Linked DNA regions of Triticum aestivum: region 1 is linked to region 2. The links are chromatin contacts, called in public Hi-C maps. All regions are on one chromosome and are shown on one strand. Each heading gives the region's core, a stretch centred on a gene start, on an enhancer-like site or on the middle of the called end of the contact. The rest is flanking DNA. Distances are from core to core; before and after follow the strand shown. Region 1 holds the start of LOC123137901 (rop guanine nucleotide exchange factor 14). Region 2 holds the start of LOC123137899 (dual specificity protein kinase YAK1 homolog).

The links. A called contact is a pair of places that touch in the nucleus more often than the background predicts.
Region 1: a Hi-C map of leaf shows a contact between it and region 2, with 4 times the contacts expected there. The contact joins the promoter of LOC123137901 here to the promoter of LOC123137899 in region 2. A contact is called at or near these places in 2 of 5 Hi-C or Micro-C datasets (both in leaf).

Annotation. Positions count from the first base shown.
Region 1 is chr6B:543,039,318-543,045,790 of IWGSC CS RefSeq v2.1, reverse strand. It overlaps LOC123137901 (rop guanine nucleotide exchange factor 14), which reads left to right and starts at 2,500. Exons shown (of 9, transcript XM_044557785.1): 1 at 2,500-2,745; 2 at 2,828-2,883; 3 at 4,012-4,127; 4 at 6,076-6,473. The coding sequence starts at 4,052.
Region 2 is chr6B:542,638,562-542,645,494 of IWGSC CS RefSeq v2.1, reverse strand. It overlaps LOC123137899 (dual specificity protein kinase YAK1 homolog), which reads left to right and starts at 3,823. Exons shown (of 18, transcript XM_044557778.1): 1 at 3,823-4,554; 2 at 5,370-5,569; 3 at 5,923-6,076; 4 at 6,153-6,262; 5 at 6,362-6,431; 6 at 6,517-6,599; 7 at 6,700-6,781; 8 at 6,878-6,918. The coding sequence starts at 4,375.

The DNA.
Region 1 (6,473 bases), core at 1,251-3,750, 400 kb before region 2:
TCGCCGACGGTGTCGCTCGTCCACGACTCCATGCTCGTCATGTCAGACACGACGCCATGACCACTATCCACCGCAGTCGCCATGGTCCGACGCACACTGCATTTCTTCTCCCCTTCCTCTGCTAGCTCTTAACCCTGTGTGCTAGGTGCAAGTGCTAGCTCTTAATCATACCTCATGCGGGCAACCAAACAACGTTAGTTGCATGCACGAGACAATGCAGGTAACCAAACAAGATGCCAAAGTTGATCCTCTAATGCAGAAAGTCCATATGCAGGCAACCAAACAACTCGCAGATGTCACATATGAGGCTATTTTTTCAAAGTCAGGCTGGGTTGAAATGTATATGCAATGTGGGTACTGTTCAAGACTGCAACCAAACACGCCCTACATATGCTTGGCCTTGATGCAACCTAGGGCGTAGTACGTGCGTGAGAGTCGGCGCCTGCCCGTGCCAGAAAAGGAGAGGCAAAAACCTTCGGAACGCCCGACCCGAGGCCTACCCGCACCGGCGCACCCGAAGATCGACGTGCCGAACGGAGGTGACGCGTGTGTGATGTGTGCGCTGATGCGTCGCTCTCCATTCTGCTGGACAGCAGCAGCTTGGACCGCACAGGGGAGGGGCTCGAGCGTGCGTGCTGCACCTGCACGGCCTACTACAGTACACTCATGAGGCGTTGCTTGCCTTGCCCTCTCGTCTAAGGCAGTTGGCACGTGACCGACCGACCGTGCGTCGATCGATGATAGTGAGCATTGCGCGCTAGCTGGTCATCGTCATTCGCTTGTTATCGCTCGTGTCCTTCCCCTCTTTCGGTGGCCCGGACGGGGTCGTATATATGTGAAGTGAACATACTTTTTTTTTGCGAAGAGTGAAGTGAACATACTGGACGAATCACTAATTCACCATGGTATGCATAGCTTGCGTGCAACGGGAAATGGGGCCGCATTTGAGCCGTGTGTCCGCTTGAGCAGGATCACTCATGCGCCCTGTCCTATCGAGTCCTGTATGGTGTGCTGGCCTTTGGTTGATTTGAAGCGTACGTTTTGGACGGGTTCAAATGCATGATGCTCGGGTTGACATTCTACTCGTACAAGCAATCTACAACCTTTTAGAGACAATGATTTTTGAGACATGTGATTCTTGTTGGAAAGGAACAAGTAGCAACTGATTGCCTATCATTTCGGTTCACCCGGACGTGGTGGGGATCCCAGTCCCAGGGCTTTCGATCGAGCTCTAAACTTGTGGTTGGGTATTTGACAACCGCGGCCGGTGCGCACATATTACTGCTCTCGAGTTTCGATGGATGCACCGTACACACGCCACACGCCACACGCTTTGTATCCATCCATGGTTGATGCCGGCGGGAGGGACCGGCACTCCGGTCCGATAGTAGTTCGCGTGCGCACACTGAGACGAACTTTCCAACGACCCACCACTAGCAGCACGTACAATACACACGGTACCGTATTATACTGTCACTGTGCGTGTGTGTTCGTGTCCGTAACCCTGGGCCCGAGAAGCAACATGCGCCCGTTGTCGCGTCGCGCGCCTGGGAAAGAAAACCGAAAGAGTGCGAGTGGGCTGGGGACCAAAAACTTTGCACGCATTCTTGCCTATTCTACCCGCCTGGTGATTTGTCCCTATCCCCCTTCCATTCTTCCGGCCGGCTTCACGTACATCAATGGCGTCTGTTTTCATTCCACTACGTGTACGTCCAGGACCCGGTATACCTATCGAGCCAGCCAGGATGACAAGTAGTACGTGCGGGAACGTGTGTAGTGGCATGGCTGGCCAGTGGCCACACGTGACACAAGAGAACAAAGCGGTACGTGTAGGAACGTCAAACGTATCCATCAGACCTCGGATACCCCTGGTCTACAGACCACGGTCACGAATCTCAACCGTCCATCCGGCATCCGACGGCTCCGACCGACCGCCTGCGCGCGCGTCGTAAAAGTAAAGTTGACCGGGAAATGTGAAAGTGTAGAAGCGTGCCTGGGCTGAAGTGATCGGTCACTCAGGGGGAGGGGAGGAGGAAACGAAAAGGGCAAGCGATTCCGCGGGTAAATGAAGGCCGAGACAGGTGACAAATGAGGTGTCAGGGATCGGGTAGGGAGGAGAAGGGAGGAAGCAAACGATTCCGCCCGCTGCCGCTGCAGCAGCATTGGATCCCGCCCGCGTGCTGCCGTCGTCATGGGTAGGTAGGCGGCGTCGCTGCCACACCACACTGACGAGAAAAGGTTTTTTTTTCCTTCGTGATTACCAGAAAGAAAGAAAACAAAGCCATTCTTTTGGGTTCAGGATCTCAACTCATCGAGCCCGTGGTGGAGCGGGGCTGCCGGCTGCGAGAGGTTAACGAGCGAACGAGCGAGCCAGACGAGCAGGATGAGATGCTGATTAGCGCGGGTGGGCTCCGTTGGTTGGAGGTACGGAGCAAATCCCAGGGGCAAGCCGTTGATGGTGCGGTTGCGGGGTAGTATATTTGATCCGGCGGCACCTGCACGCTCACATGCTTGGCTTCCTGGTTTCGCTCCGCTTTCTGTTCTTTTCTCCCTTCCTGCCGCATTTATTATCTATCGCAACATAGTCAGACAGACCAGAGTACCACCACCACCACTACCACTACCAGCAGCCCCCCTTCACACAGGGACACACACGCTTCCTCCCCCTCTTCTTCTTCTTCGCTGCCCTGCCTCCTCCGTCTCCTCACGCTCGAGGCCTGCCTCTGCCTCCCTCCATCTACACTGGTAAGCCAGTCTTATTTCCATCTGTTCATGGTTTCCTTCTTGATTGAGGTTCTCTCATCACCTCTTGTTTCCTTGGCAGCAGATCCATGCCGGAGCGCTCCGGCCGCTGACACCTTGCCTCCGAACGACGCCGCAAAGGTACCACCACTCCCCTCGCCTCTACATTTCGCAAGAACCTCGCCCACTAGAAATGCCGGCGCGATTCGAGCTCGAACGCTCCCGGTATTTCCCCCTCGAACCGACCCCTTTTAACCCCATTCCTGCTCGTTCCATCCCCATCGCCATGAAAAAAGCTGTCGCAGGGCAGTAGTGAGGCGAGCTGCCTTTCCACAGCCCCATCTCAACTTCTTGCGAGAGGTCGTCGTCAGGCCGTCATCGCCTCGCCGCGGCACCAACGCCGGGGAGGAGGAAAAGCGCGAGCCAACAAACCTCGGGGCCTTTTCAGTTTTCACCTCATCTCTTTTCACCCTGCCCCCACATCTTTTTCTCAGGTCATCGCTTTCCGTCTCACAGTCGTCGTCCCGCACTAAAAAGCTAGCATAGCATAGCGAAGCTCACAACAGAAAGCCTACTGCCCATGTCCTCGTGAACCCTGTTTCTTTCCCTAGTCCTTCCCACCCACCGGCCCAGTTCAAAATTCAAAGTTCAAAGTCCCAACGCCTCCGCACCGCCTGCACGGCCGCCAGTGCCTCGACCGGCGAGCCCCCCCCCCCCCCCCCCCTGACGCGTCACCACCAGCCAGCCGTAGCACCGCCCTCCGTTTCCGTTGCGCCCATAAATCCCCGTCCGGACAGCAAAGACACACAACGGATTTTTATCATCAGTCGACGCCTCCGATTATTAGTAACTAGTAAATGCGCAATATCGCGCCGTCAATGCATCCCTTAGCCGCATACCCTCGCTAGATTTGCTTCTCCATTAGCAATTCTTTATTTTTCGCTTTTGCCTTTGCGCTGCTGATGCGTCAATCATTCGGTAGCATCTGAAAAGGCGCGATTGTTCGTTCGTTCGTGGACGTGGGCGAGGGAGGTGGCGCGTCGCGGTAAACAAATTAAAGGGAGGGGGTGAGGTGAGGGGATTAAAATCTGCGGCCGTACCGACGGGAACCCGTCTCCTTCTCTTGCCGTTCGCCGGTCGCCTCGCCTCCAAATCGCCGCCGCGTACGGCTCCCCGCGTTTATTGCGGCAGCGCATTTACTAGTAGTTTTGAGATTGGTTTTGAGTTCGTCTGACTCTTCTGCCCGTTGCGATGTCTCTGGGGTTTCAGGTTTGGTGCCCACTGATCGTGCTTGCCGGGGAGGAGGAAGATGAGGATGAAGACGCTGGCCTGCTGCCGGCGGCGGCCGCAGGACTTCAGCGTCGACATGGACCAAGAGCCGGAAAGTAAGCATCATAAGAGAGACCCTTATCCCCTCACCCTTTCTCTCTTAGGTCCTGGTAGTGACATTTTTGGTCTAAATTTTTGATCTGTTGCGTGGTGTTCATCAAGGCAGTTTATGTTCGTATCTTCGTTACCCATTTTTATACTCGAGTGCACGAGTTGGTAGTGGTACTAGCTGTTAGCCGTTGGATGCCCGTGTGTGCAAACCCCGGGCGCCCTGCCGTGCTGCATCAGGAGGTCCCAAATCTGGCCCGAAATTAGGAGCTTTTACTTGCAAGTTACAACCCTTTCAGCTGCTCAAATCAAAGCCGCCGAGCCTGTTAGAGATGCCCGGGTGGTACTGTCATTCGGAACCCAGAAGTCAGGGCCTGCGGCAGCCCACTGTTCATCGCGTACCCCTGCACGCGTGCTTTCTCATCAGAGGCTGGCTGCCACACTCTGCTGTGCGACGTGGGAGTAAATGGGGATCACCGGCCACGAAAGACACGGCAACTGGAGCTAGTATAGTACACTAGTTTATGATCTCCTTGTCCGATCGATAGGATCCGGCATTCACGCCCCGTTCAACTTCCCCTGGCAACACAGCACTGGCACTCCGATTACAGTATGGTTGCCATTAATCACCGACTTTTGCCTCTGGCTATCCATCAACGGCTGCTTGCTTCGAACCCGTGAAGATTTCTTATCTCCGGCTACTTTTTGGCCCCTTTCTGGTGCCATCCGTTTCGCGTCCGTTTGTATATTTCTGTAGCTTCCTGTAGAGTTGTTTATATACAGTGGAGTGGAGTGGAGCGGGGTTACTGGGTTGGGTGGTGTGGGCCCCGGCCGCTCCCAGCAACGCCAAGTGCGGCGTCTCTGTGCCACCATTGACTTTGGGGGCAAAAGGGCTAACGTGGTAGCACGCTGCTGCTTTTGAGACGCAGGGCAGGTAGAGGAGAGCAGGGCCTACGACTTGGCTAGTACCACAATGCGTAACGGCAGGATAGCCTGTCTACGAACATGTGGGGCGAGCATATGCCTGCAGAATGTGTGTACACCTCGTGAGAATCTTTCTATCACGGTTTGCGCGGCGTAGGTCACTGGATGGAGTGTCGATAATTAGTTTCTGTATAGAAATGCGGGTTACAAATAATGAGTTGCTGTATTTTATTTAATTCCTGAACAAGGACGTTGCGACTCTCTCAGGATTTGTATTGTAAATTTGTAACTTGTATATACGATGTCCGTTTTTTGGGGTGCGGAGATTTGTTTGCTTGTTTAGCACTGAGTGGAGCGTTTTTTTATGCCGTTTCTGTGATGATACTATAGCTAATAAGTAGTTTAGATTAAGCTAAGTCTGGGTCACAACTATGTAGTCTATACTGTCGTAGAGAGATGCACAAGATTCTTTTGCAGATGCACTTTCAAAGTTCTCCCTGAGATGGATTGTTATAATCTTAGTTTGCTTTATTGCTGTGCTGTACCCATTCTATGGTTAACCGGGGGTTCTCTTTAAACCACCAGGAACATCAATGGCTTACTTGCGTTATCGTTCTAATGAAGTGCTCATATGCACTTTTATAAGCTTTAGTGAACCGAGGAGTCCCAGATGCTGCCATGCTTACTTTAATTATCGTTCCTCCTATCTAAGCAACGAATGACTTGTACATATTCATAATTGCTCCAGTTTTTGTTCTTGGTTAACTGGGGCTCCTCCTTAAACCATGATGAGCTGCAAGTCTTGCTTAAATTACTGCTAATAAGGCGCATATATGCGCATGCATAAGTTCAGTGACCCAAAAGATCCAATAGCAGTTGTATATCCTGATGCTATTTTAATCCGTTCTTTGCAATATCCTAAGCTAAGGTGCTATTGTGCCGTGGCATCTGACCAAATATTTTTAGTGCGTATGTCTCCATAATATATTTTTTCAGTTGTGCATATAAATTGAAAAATATCCACTGATGTAGAGGTGACGACATACAATGGCCTCGAGAGCTGCATTTTCAACAGTTCCTCATATGATGAGGATAGTGGCGTTAGTGCAACAACAGGGGCGGATGGCTGTGTCACCGCTGATTCCCTTGAAGATGAAGCTTCAAGTTGCTCCTCCAGCAAAGATGTTGATGGCTCTTCCTTCTCTTCCCAATGCCTTCCACTGAGCAAGCAGGAGGAGCATTCACTTTATGAGTTGGATACACTCGATGCTATCCATCTACTCCCTGTCAAAGGGAAGAATCCAATCACATATACATTGAGTGCCGCTGATATTGAAACCATGAAGGAGAAGTTTGCAAAGCTACTGCTTGGTGATGACGTTTCTGGAGGTGCCAGAGGAGTTTGTGCTGCTCTGGCCTTGTCCAATGGC
Region 2 (6,933 bases), core at 2,574-5,073:
TATGTATTCACACATGTATTTAAGTTTCCGATCAATACAATTCTAGCATGAATAATAAACCTTTACCATGAATAAGGAAATATAATATAAAATAAGAACTTTATTATTGCCTCTAGGGCATATTTCCTTCACATAGATCTACCTCGTATAGGTCCTGAGCATACTAGTGACATCTGACAACATCAATAGTTTCGTGAATCCCACTACGGTAATTTTTGCATGGATACAACATATCTTCACCCGTTGTTGTGAGCAAGCACGAATTCCATAAATGATTCATGACAGCCATGTATGGTGACGTCAACACCGTTCCATGAGCAATCCCACCATGATCCATTGCCTACACAACATGAAAAGTAAATAGAACACATCTGCTATTTGGTACGATGTTTTTTAGTAAATAGATCTCACCTGAAATCGCCCCTGTTTCATGCTGTCGCAGTCCACACATGACTTCTCCCTTCAACTATGGCATGTAGCCTTGCCGTGCCCTCGCAGCCGCGTTCACCTTGTCGTAGCGTCGTAGCCACGTTAACCTCGTTGTGTCGGCTTCTCGACTCACCGGGGGAGGGAACCTCGTGATGGTGGACCGTCACGAAAAATGATCTTTGATGACGTTTCATGTTTTGTCGCCAGAGTTTTTGTCACTGAATATAGAAAATGTTGAGTGTATGCATAATTCCTTTTGCCTCACGATATATGTTATCATTCTCAAGGAGAGTACTTGCCATCCTTGTTGTGCGGTTCGACCTAGTGGCGGCCCTAGGGACACACAAAAAATGTGGCTAAGCTAGGCCTAGGGGTGTTGGGTCGCACATAGTTCTCTAGTATGCCCCGAATAATGTGTGTGGGTGTTGTGAGTGAGTGAGTGTGTGTGTGTGTGTGTGTGTGTGTGTGTGTGTGTGCGTGAGCAGTTAGGTTGGACCAGACCTAGAGACTTCCTAGGATTGGGCCTAAGCCCGCCCTAACACTATGTTCGGGATAGAACCATATCTTGTACGTTTGCGGTCAAGTCATTGATCCTTCTATCTCTTGCATCTTCATGTCGTTTACCTTTTCTTACGTGAAGGGCATTGCAAAGTTTAACTCTAGGTCAGATGTGATGACATTGATACATATCATGAGGCATAGTCATGATGTACATAGCAACCGTCGATAATAACTCCCAGGTATCCTCTATCTTACAATGCATTAGTATGACCCAACAATCTTCTAATTTACGGTGCCAATTTGTCATTTACCTATTTATGACACGAGTGGCAATCGAAACTCAACTCTAGGCGCCATCGACTCATCGTGGATGACGTGAATGTGACTCGAAGCTTAGTAACTGATGGACACTAGCCACTTTCCATCTACCCATCTATCACTAAGACTTGGCCATTACACATATTGTAACACATCCCTGTTTGCCTATCCATCTATCCTAAAGACTTGATCATTAAACTTCTACTAACGCTTCCGAGAATTACTTCGCGTCTATCCATCTATATTGAAGATCCAGCCATTACTCATCTTGTAGCGCACCCGAAAATCCCTTCTCATTTATCCATGCATCTTGAAGGATCGACAACACCACATCTTGTAACGCACCCGGGAATTACTTCTTGTCTATCCATCTATCATGATGGCCCGATCATTACACATCTTGTAACGCATCTGGGAATTACTTCTCGTCTATCCATCTATCATGAACATTTAGCCATCTGGGAATCCCTTTTCATCTATCCATCTATCTCGAAGAACCGACCGTTACACATCTTGTAACGCACCCGAAAATTGCTTCTGGTCTGTCCATCCACCTTGATGACTCTATCATTGCACATATCGAGAAAATGTGCTGGCCTAACATACGCGTTTCCCAATATTTCACCATTTATTGTTCGCCGGTTACTCATTTACGTGACCGGCAGCCCACCAACACCGAGTCATACCAAATATATATAAATATCTTTTAGCATAGCACTTTCGGCAACAAATAAATGAAACATATATTATTTCTCGACCATTTAGAGCCGCACGATGGACAGATCGGACGACCACACTCGCATTAGTATAGTGATCCACCGCCTAACACATGATGACAGCGGTGCTTAGCATGGCGACGTTGATGATTGTGGGTCGTTGTCACTGGACTGTGTTTACAATTCCATTGCTTAACTGCAATAATTAAAATCGAGGAATTACTTCTCGTCTATCCATCTATCTTCAAGATTCAACCATTACACCATCTTGTAAGCATCCGGAAATCCCTATTCGATCCATCTATCTTGAAGAATCGATCATTACACATCTCGTAACGCACCCGAAAATTGCTTCACGTCTATCCATCTATCTTGATGGTTCGACCATTGCACATCTTCAGAAAATGCGCCGGCCCAACATATGCATTTCCCGATCTTTCGCCATTCATTGATTGTGAGTTACTTGTTTACGTGACCGCCAGCCCACCGACGGCGAGTCATACTAGATACATACGAATATCTTTCAGCGTAACACTTTCGGCAGAAAATTAATGAAACATATATTATTTCTTGACCATTTAGAGTCGCACGGTGGACAAATCGGACGGCCACACACGCATTAGTATAGTGACGTTCCACTGCCTAACACACGATGACAGCGGTGCTTAACATGGCGACGTTGATGACTCTGGGCCGTTTTCACCGGACCGTGTTTATAATCCTATTGCTTAACTGCAGCAATTAAAATCCAGAAATTACTTCTCGTCTATCCATCTATCTTGAAGATTCACCCATTACACGATCTTGTAAGCATCCGGAATTCCCTTTTGATCCATCTATCTTGAAGAATCAGCCATTACACATCTCGTAATGCACCCGGAAATTGCTTCACGTCTATCCAACTATCTTGATGGCTCGATCATTGCACATCTTCCGAAAATGCGCCGGCCCAACGTATGCGTTTCCTGATCTTTCGCCATTCATTGATCGTCAGTTACTTGTTTACGTGACCGCCAGCCCACCAACGGCGAGTCATACCAGATATATATGAATCTCTTTCAACGCAGCCCTTTCGGGCGGAAATAAATGGAACATATATTACTTCTTGACCATTTAGAGCCGCACGATGGACTGATCGGACGGCCACACTCGCATTAGTATAGTGACGTTCCACTGCCTAACACACGATGACATCAGTGCTTAGCATGACGACGTTGATGATTGTGGGTCGTTGTCACTGGACTGTGTTTATAATCATATTGCTTAACTGCAGTAATTAAAATCCAGGAATTACTTCTCATCTATCCATCTATCTTGAAGATTCAACCATTGCATGATCTTGTAAGCATCCGGAAATCCCTTTTCGATCCATCTATCTTGAAGAATCGGCCATTACACATCTCGTAACGCACTCGGAAATTGCTCCACGTCTATCCATCTATCTTGATGGCTCGATCATTGCACATCTTTAGAAAATGCGCCGGCCCAACATATGCGTTTCCCGATCTTTCGCCATTCATTGCTCGCCATTTACTTGTTTACGTGACCGGCAGCCCACAGACGGCAAGTCATACCAGATATATATGAATATCTTTCCGCGCAACCCTTTCGGCGGAAATAAATGGAACATATCTTGTTTCTCCACCATTTAAAGCCGCACGATGAACAGATCGGACGGCCACGCTCGCACTAGCACAGTGACGTTGCGCGGCCTAGCACGCGATGACAGCGGTGCTTAGCGGCGAAGTTGATAATTGCAGGCCGTTGCCACTGGGGCCGTGTTACAACTCCACTGCTTAACCGCAGTAATTAAAATCCAGACGTGTGTATATATATTAGCTGGAAAGAAGGCGATCGGAAAAAAAACCACAGAGTCGAGGGGAGGTGACGGAGACGAGGAAGGAAAGGAAGAAAAGAGACGAAAGAGGGAGGAGCAGGAGGAGGAGGGGATTGGGACTCGCCGCCCCGCTCCAAATTCCCCACTGCTCCACCACCTCCACTTCCCCGCCGCCGCCGCCCCGAGTACGGCGGGTACGAGCAGCCCGTCGTCCTCGGCCCAAAACCCTACCCGCCCAATTCGGTCCGGCTCCGAGCCGTTGGCGCCGCCCGGGGGAGTCCCGAGCGGCGAGAGGAGGAGGCGGAGGGCCGGGGAGATCGGATCGGCGGGGCCGCGGGCCGGAGTAGCATTGGGCGATGGCCGCTTCATAGGATGCAGCTTTACTCCGCCGGCGGCCGCTTAGTCTGCTGCTGCTGCTGCTGCCGCTTCTGCTTCGGAGTGCGCTGCCGTGATCCCAACAGGAGCCTGGGCTGGTGCGGGTTGGGCTGACGTGTTGTTGTTGCTGTTGTCGTTGGGCACTTATCTCTGCGGGCGCTTTGCGCCTGCCTGTTGGGAGGTGGTTGCGTTAGGCGAATGGAGGAGACTGGGAGGGAGAGGAAGGCGGCGGGGCCGCCGCCGTGGGCGCCGACCAAGTCCACAGTGTTCCGGTCCTACGCTGCTGCGGTGGTGGGCGACCGGGCGGAGGCGCCGTCCGCCCGGGGCAATGGGGTTGCCGCCCGTTCAAGCAATCTACGCGCCGTCAGGAAGAGGCCTGTACGTTTCCTACACCTTCCCCTCTCACGGGGCTAACAAAAGATGCTTGCTTGCTTTCCCTTTTGGAGCTATTCTCGGGATCACCGTGCTGAATTTGAACTGTCAATTGGATTGAGCGATTCACAGAGGTCGTCGTAGTTGGAAATTAATTAGAATGAAATGCTCGTAAGAAACCGTTACAGCTTAAGAAACCAATACTACATCTTAAACTTCGGTGACTTGAACTACTCGAATCAGCACCGTTCCTGCTGCTGCTGCCTTTGCCTTTTTCCTGATGCTTGGACGCACGCTTCAGGCAACTAAAAGTATGACCAGCTGGAGCAGTGTCGTCTGCTCAAATTGTCTTTTGATTAATCAGAGGCAAACCTCATTTCTGACTACAATTAGCATTCCCATTCATTAACCACACCTATTTTTTCTGCAACAATCATTCAGTGTTGAGTTATATATAATATACATGTTTTGTTTGCTTGACTTGCTATTCCAATCCATCATGAGTGTAAAGAGATTCCAAGTATAAGTGACTGGGAAATATTACGCAAGTGCACAACTAAAAGTGTGTCAGGATCCTACTTGTAGTTGATATCTCTTTTAGAAAATATGGATCATTGGACAATGCAAACCTGCATATACCATCCAACGTATAATGCAATGCTATAAGAACATCCTTTAACACTGTTGCTGATCTCTATTAGTGTGTTATGGGACAGAAGATGGATTGCATTTATAATTCAGTTTGTTACCATTGTTCATATGCACCACATGCCCATATACCTCTGATATACCAACTCTGAATCAATTGTTTATTCCTGCAGATTGTTGCAAGATTGACCAGAGACATCGTCCAAACTTTTGAAAAATGCAATCCTGAGTTTAATTACGTAGATTCACTAAATCCCAAGCACTTCCTCACCAGTCCTGCAGTTCCTGTTCACAATGATGGCCTTGATAATGCAAATTCTGACCTAATCTTGTATGTCAACTTGGAATTGGTTAATAAGAAGTCAGACCGGAGGTTAGTTTAGTTATTTTCCAGTGTACCAGCTTTAACATTTTTGTTTCTCGTTGGTTACTTCATACACTTTTAGCACACAAATTCACTTTTGCAAGAAGTTGATTTTTATAAGTTAGAAATATCTATGAATACTTGGAGGGCCCCATTATTTATGAGAATTAAGAAGTCAAGGTATGTGAAAGAAGAAATATATCTGAAGGTCTGTCGCAATATTTGGTTTCTTCTTTCAATTTGTAGAACTTGTCTGGTAGATCTAGCCGGTTCAACTTTTTTTCCACAACTGCTCATCTCAGGATTCAGATTGTTTAAGTTATGCTTCATCATTTCATTTGGCATTATTTTTTGGTAATAAGGTACATTGTCGAAGAAATGCTTGGCCAAGGTACCTTTGGGCAGGTTGCTAAATGCTGGGATGCAGAAACCAACAGTTATGTTGCAGTGAAGGTTATAAAAAACCAGCCTGCCTTTTATCAGCAGGCTATCATGGAAGTCTCATTGTTGAGCATGGTATGGTAATCTACTTAGGGTTTACTTATTTTGTTGAAAATATTGGCATCACAACACTGGTTTCATGTATTTGCAGCTAAATGACAAATTTGATCCTGATGATCAGCACCACATCGTCCGGATGCTGGATTTTTTTCCATGGAAAAATCATTTGTGCATCACATTTGAAATGCTTGGTCATAACCTGTAAGTAACTTCCATTAAACCTGCCTTTACTATTATATTTTATAGATAAGCCCCGTGTTAGTTTCGATTCATGTGGTAACATAAACTCCAACTTTGCAGGTACGAGCTGTTGAAAAAGAACAACTTAAGAGGTCTGCAACTGCAATTTGTCCGTACTTTCTCAAGACAGGTAGGTATCCTTTTCTTATCCTGCATGTATTTTATATGTGTTTGTTGCCATTGTTGCCATATTACCTATTATGTATTACTTTTAGATATTGGATGCATTGATTGTCATGAAAGGTGCTGGAATTATTCATTGTGATCTAAAACCGGAAAATATCCTCATAACACCGAAGTGAGTTGCTTCCCATCAAAATAAGCACTTTGTTTGTACACCTTCTGTGTACTACCACTTTCAACAATGCTAAGTTTGATGGCTGAGGTGACCTTTGCAGAGTAAACTCAGCAGCTGGAGTTAAAGTAATTGATTTTGGATCAGCGTGCATGGAGGGTAAAACGATTTACTCGTATATCCAGGTTTTATTTGAACTCACTCATCAGTCTAAAGTTCATTTTATTAATATGAATTGGTATGAATTATGAAGTCAAGCTTGTATTTTCTTCCTTTTCCAGAGCCGTTATTACAGGTCACCTGAAGTGCTTCTTGGCTATCCGTATCCTATTGAACA